2 separate regions of the Mus musculus genome follow, and region 1 is linked to region 2. Evidence: chromatin contacts called from public promoter capture Hi-C data. All regions are on one chromosome and are shown on one strand. Each heading gives the region's core, a stretch centred on a gene start, on an enhancer-like site or on the middle of the called end of the contact. The rest is flanking DNA. Distances are from core to core; before and after follow the strand shown.

Region 1 (2,700 bases), core at 190-2,689, 110 kb before region 2:
TTTATCGAAGCGATAGAAATCCCAACTAAGACCAGAGGTTTATTCTGGCTCGTGTCTCCAAGGTATGGCCCATCATGGTAGCAGGATTGATTGTGAAAGCAGTTGATCTCGCTGTGTCCACAGTAAGATGGCTCTGTCAACATTTGGAGTTTGTCTTTTCCACCTCATCTGAAACTCTCTGGAAACATCTTCACAGACATGTCCAGGGGTGGGTCTCTTAAGGTGATTCTAAAACTTGTTGACAGGAAAGACAAACCATCACAGAAGGTGTCCAAGGAACAGATGCTTCAGATGAAAATTACGGGGGGGGGGGGGGGAAGGACATCAGCTAGTGCCTTTTCTTCCCAGTTTTGATGATGGTGGGTACTGGTTGCCATGGAGATAAAGTGAGTCCTGGTTCTGGATTGCAGGGGTTTGTGGTTTAGCACTGTCTCCTATTGGCTCCCAGTCCTCTCTAAGTTCATTCAGATACACTGTCCGGGTGTGAACTAGAAGCTATGCAAAGAAAGAGAGAAGATCTGTATTTCCAAGTTTTTTTTTTTAAAGATCATTCTTATCTTTGTCCACAGAGGTACCTAACACCTATGTATGCATTTCAAGTTTACCGCATCAGCTATCTAAGAAAAATGCGCGCTCATTCTGAAGGCAATGTGAAAAGTAGTCATTTGACACTCAAAGGCCTGGAATCTAGTTCTGTACACCATTAACGAAGCATTTGAATAAGCCATCTGAGCCCCTGACAGCCCCTCTGGAAGCAAACTCTGAAAAAGTCAGTTTAGACAGACTATTGGTGCTCATCTGCTCCCCGTGGCACCCAGAATGAATGGTTATCGTTTGCTTATTTGTTTGCTTATTTGAAGCAGGGTCTCACGAAGCTCAGGTTGGTGCAGAACTCCCTAAGAAGCCAAGGCTGATCTTGAACTCTTTCCTATTCCTCCTGGCTCTGCTCTCAAGTGCTGGGATTATACAGGTGCACCAACCCAAGACCAGACCAGCCCTTGGTCATCCCCTCAAACCCGTGTGCCCAATTTAAATCATCCGGCGCGCTCGCCCAGCCACTCCCCAGGAGTAGCGGAGGAGCTGCTGGTGGCTTCTCCAGGAGCCTGATGCTGTGATAGACGTGCGCGCCCAGACTCCTGCAAAAGGCGCCAGCTGTGCTTGCAAATCCCAGCCCGGCCGGCAGGGGTCGCCGCGCCAGCGCCGGCGGGGGGGCGCGCGGAGCGGGGACGCGCAGGCCTCTGGGGGGCCCACGGCCTCGCGGCCGGCGCCGGGGCTCCTCCCACTCCGTGGTCCCCTCCGAGGGCCAGCGGCGCGGGGCGGAGGAAACGGCCCGGAGCGGGCAGGGCGCGGCGCGCGCCCGAGGGGGCGGGGAGGCGGGCGGCGCGCGCCCGAGGGGGCGGGGGCGAGTGACTAGCGCGGGCGGCGCGTGGCGCGGCGCAGAAGGAAGGCGGCTACCCTGGACAGCGCATCGCGGCCGCGCGGCCATGGTGAGTGAGTGGGGGGCCGCGCGCCTCGTCCCGGATGGCGGCGGACGTTGGGGCCGGGGCGTGCGGGCGTAGGGTCGGGGCGCCGGCGGGTAACCGGGCGCGGGGGCGTGTCGGCGCTGCAGCCGGGGCCCAACGCTCTCCCCCCCACGAGCCGCTCGCCGAGGGACCCCGCGAAACCCGGCGCCTGGGCACAAAGGCGAAGACTGTGTGCTGCTGAGCTCGCAGGGAGCCAGCCGGTTCCTGGGCAGGCAGCGATCCCAGCCCTGAGGGAGCTGAGGCAGGAGGATTGCCGTGAGTTCGAGGCCAGCCTGGGCCACGGTGAGACACCCTGTCTCAAAAGAGCAGCTCCCCGTTAAAGAGAGCGGCAGATCCTGCGTTTGTCTTCAGATCCGCGTTTGTCTTCATTGGTCTTTGTCTTTTCGCAAGGGCTTGCTAAATATGTGAAGGGCATGCCCCTTTCCTTGTCCCACCTGACACGGGGCAGCCCTAGATTGTCCCCCCTCTTCCCACACTGTTTTCGGCTCACCATCTCTTCTTGGTTGAATATTGTCTTAGCACTAAAATTCCAGCCCACCCCTTTTCTATTGCCTGCCCCCCCCCCATTTTGTTTTCTCTATTTAAGCATGCTATAATCTGGGTTTGTGTGTGTGTGTGTGTGTGTGTGTGTGTGTATTGAATGTCTCCCTCACCAAAATGCAAGTTTTGGTGAATAGTCTTTGTCTACAGTGCCTGGCACACATCATTTATTTTTTTAAAAAAAGTAGAGGAAAGTACTTTATGCTATGCTAAGTGGGAGGTAGCAGTCTCCTTGAAGTGAACCACTACAAGAACTGTCGACTTAATAGGAGCGATCAGAATCTAAAGTGCTGTGTGGGAGGAGAAACACACTCTTCTCTTGGACAGGAGGGACACACTGAGCAGAATGTTGGTGGCTGCTTCATGCTTCCTCGGCCACTTGAGTATCCTGACATCTGAGTAGACAGAGCATTTTTAGTGCTAACTGGTTCTCTCTCTCTCTCTCTCTCTCTCTCTCTCTCTCTCTTCCATAGTAGACAGAGATTTTAGTTAGGGAAAACTTCCAAGAATACTTCAACTCAGTGAAAGTCAGTGGACATTAACCTGTAGCTGGCAAGGGCAAGCCTTACAATCTTTATCCTAGCTCACTGCAAGCTCAGTAAGCATTTTCAAGTCTGTGACCAAATCAAGTGATATC
Region 2 (2,700 bases), core at 52-2,551:
AAATCCTGGTCTATTTTTCTTTAATTATGGATGCATAGAGAGATGGGGGAGAGGGAGAAGAAGAGGGAGAGGGAGAGATATGAGGGGAGGGAAGAGGAAAGGAGAGAAGAGGAGAGGGGAGAAGGGAGGAGAGGAAAGGAGAGGAGAGGAAAGGAGAGGAGAAAAGAATGGAAGAGAAGGGAGGAGAGAAGAGGAGAGGAGAGGAGAGGAGAGGAGAGGAGAGGTATAAAGAGGGAGGCGATTCTTTTGGACTAGAGCTCCAACCACACTTTAAGTTCTTTCTCTCTCTCCATCTATCCCAGGGTCATCCGGTCCCAACCTTCAGATTTGCTTTCCAAGGCTTTTCCTGGTGGGTCAGGTCTGTCTCAGGCTACAGTATGTGTCCGCTTGAGAGCTTACTGGAATGCTAGGCTTACTCTCTGCACGGACTCGGACAGAGAAACTGCAGGAACCCAGAGAACTGAGGAAGCTGTGCCTAGACTGGAGGCGCCTGCTGCTGGCTCTTCATTCTCCTTCAATTTTCCCACCTCGCACTGGAACTAGCTCCGAGGAGACTGCTGGAAACCTTTGCTTCCAGAGCCTCAACCTAAGCCCTCAACAGAGAGGCTGACAGACCATCGGGTTTGGTTTTCCCATAAATGACACAGTCCTCTTTGCTCCCCACTGCCTACTGCTTAACTTCAATTCCCCTTTGCTCAGCGGCTTAAACTCTCCCCTGCATTCCAGGCTGGAGCTTCAGGTGTAGGAGAGGTAGCCCAGCAGAGGCAGAGAGATCCAGTGTCTCTGTACAAACCTGCTTAAAGGTGCTTCTGTTCAGAGGGATGCATTTCAGCACCTCAGCCAATGACAGGGCACCCACTGCAGGCTCTCTCTCTCTCTCTCTCCCTCTCTCTCTCTCTCTCTCTGTGTGTGTGTGTGTGTGTGTGTTTCTCTGTTTCCTTCTCTGTCTCTCTCTCTCTGTGTCTCTTTGTGTGTGTGTCTTTCTCTCTGTGTCCTTCTCTGTCTCTGTATGTGTGTGCTTCTCTGTCTCTGTGTGTGTGTTGTGTGTGTCTGTCTCTGTCTGTCTGTCTGTCTGTCTGTTTTACTGTCTGAATCCCTCCATATCTGTCTCTCTGTTTCTTTGTGTGTATATCTGCCTCTCTCTGTCTCTGTCTCCTTCTGTCTCTTTCTGTCTCAGTCTCCTCCCTCCCTCCTATTTCCTCCCCCCTCCTCCCTCCTCTTCCTCTTCCTCTTTCACTTACCTCCTTCTCACTTGGAAAAGAGTCACCCTGCGCACTCCTCAGCTTTATCTCTCTTTCAGGGCCCTGACTAGAGAGAACTAGAGGCCCCTCCAGATGCCAGCAGACAGCACGCAGGACGAGGATGCTGTGCTCTCCTACGGGATGAAACTCACGTGGGACATCAATGACCCACAGATGCCTCAGGTAAGGAAGACACTGCACTTTGGGTAAAATATGACACTGTCCAGCCAAAGGGGAAACTTCGAGCCAATTCATGCTAAGACCACACACACACATACACACACACACACACACACACACACACACATCTTCGGATATGTAGGGAAGTTAGACTCTACAGAGTGCAGAATAGATTGATGTGTCTTCTCAGAATGATTTACATGTGATTCTCTGAAACACACAAAAGCAACAGAAATACAGACATGTTCCCAAGTAGTCAGCCAGACTCTCCATTTTCTTAACCAAGGGAGAAACTGAGTGAGTCTCTCTCTCTCTCTCTCTCTCTCTCTCTCTGTCTCTCTCTCTCTCTCTCTCTCTCTGTCTCTCCTTGGGATTGGTACAAATTCAAGGCCAGTCAGGGCTACTTAACAAAGCCTCCTGTCAAAACAAAACAATGAGAAACCTCACTCTTTACTCGATTATTCCAAGTTCAAGAGAAAGTTTTGGAGAAATGTAAATACCACTAATTCTCACATGACCAAGCCAGGCACTAAGAGGTGACTGGAATCTAAAACAAATGTCCAGACTGGAGCGATTCCTTGACAGTACTCCATCACCTGCTGAGAAGATTCCACAGTCGGGATGCAGAAGTCGCCTTGCTCCACTCTCACGTCCCTAGCAGTGGAATGCTTGTCCTTTGGGGGAAACTTTGTTTTTTTTCATTATCAGAGCCAAGTACAAGAAATAAACTAGGCAGTTTGTGTTTAGATCAAGACTAATGGCTGAAAAGTGTGTGTATGTGTGTGTACAGTGTGTGTGTACAGTGTGTGTGTAGTGTGTGTGTGTAGTATGTATGTGTGGTATGTGTAGCGTATGTGGTATGTGTGTGTGGTGTGTGTAGTGTGGGGGTGGGGGTGGTGGGGGTGGTGTGTATACATGTGTGTAATGTGGTGTGTGTGTGGTATGCGGTGGATGTAGTGTGTGTGAGTATGATGTGTGTGGTGTATGTGGTGTGTGTGTGTGTGTGTGTGTGTGTGTGTGTGGGGTGTGGTGTTCATGTGTGCAAATGAACTTAGCGGCTAGAGATGATTGGTTTCCCTAGCATTTACAGAGTGGGCTTCCAGTAAAGTCCTGCTTCAAGGGTTTGAAATGTGGCATTTAATGGCCTCTGTGCTATGCCAGATGATACTCAGAGATGAGAGACGGTTGACCAGGATGTGTCGCCTCTGGTTGAGGCCAGCATTTGTTTAATGGACACATGTGTAAGGAGCTTGCCTCGCTTGCTCATGTTCAGCCTGCC

The links. Capture Hi-C pulls out chosen DNA fragments and counts their contacts.
Region 1: a contact with region 2 is called in a promoter capture Hi-C map of adipose tissue. The contact joins the promoter of Elovl2 here to the promoter of Gcm2 in region 2. A contact is called at or near these places in 13 of 39 promoter capture datasets (the 3T3-L1 cell line, 3T3-L1-derived adipocytes, HPC-7-derived erythroid cells and 8 more), 16 of 484 Hi-C or Micro-C datasets (8-cell embryo, B cells, the CH12 cell line and 12 more), 14 of 115 datasets of contacts at active chromatin or transcription factors (bone marrow-derived macrophages, craniofacial prominence, embryonic basal ganglia and 6 more) and 3 of 9 other capture datasets (adipose tissue, liver and macrophages).

What each region holds. Positions count from the first base shown.
Region 1 is chr13:41,219,142-41,221,841 of GRCm38.p6, reverse strand. Elovl2 (elongation of very long chain fatty acids (FEN1/Elo2, SUR4/Elo3, yeast)-like 2) reads left to right here and starts at 1,439. Exons shown (of 8, transcript NM_019423.2): 1 at 1,439-1,487. The coding sequence starts at 1,485.
Region 2 is chr13:41,108,589-41,111,288 of GRCm38.p6, reverse strand. It overlaps Gcm2 (glial cells missing homolog 2), which reads left to right and starts at 1,301. Exons shown (of 5, transcript NM_008104.2): 1 at 1,301-1,424. The coding sequence starts at 1,335.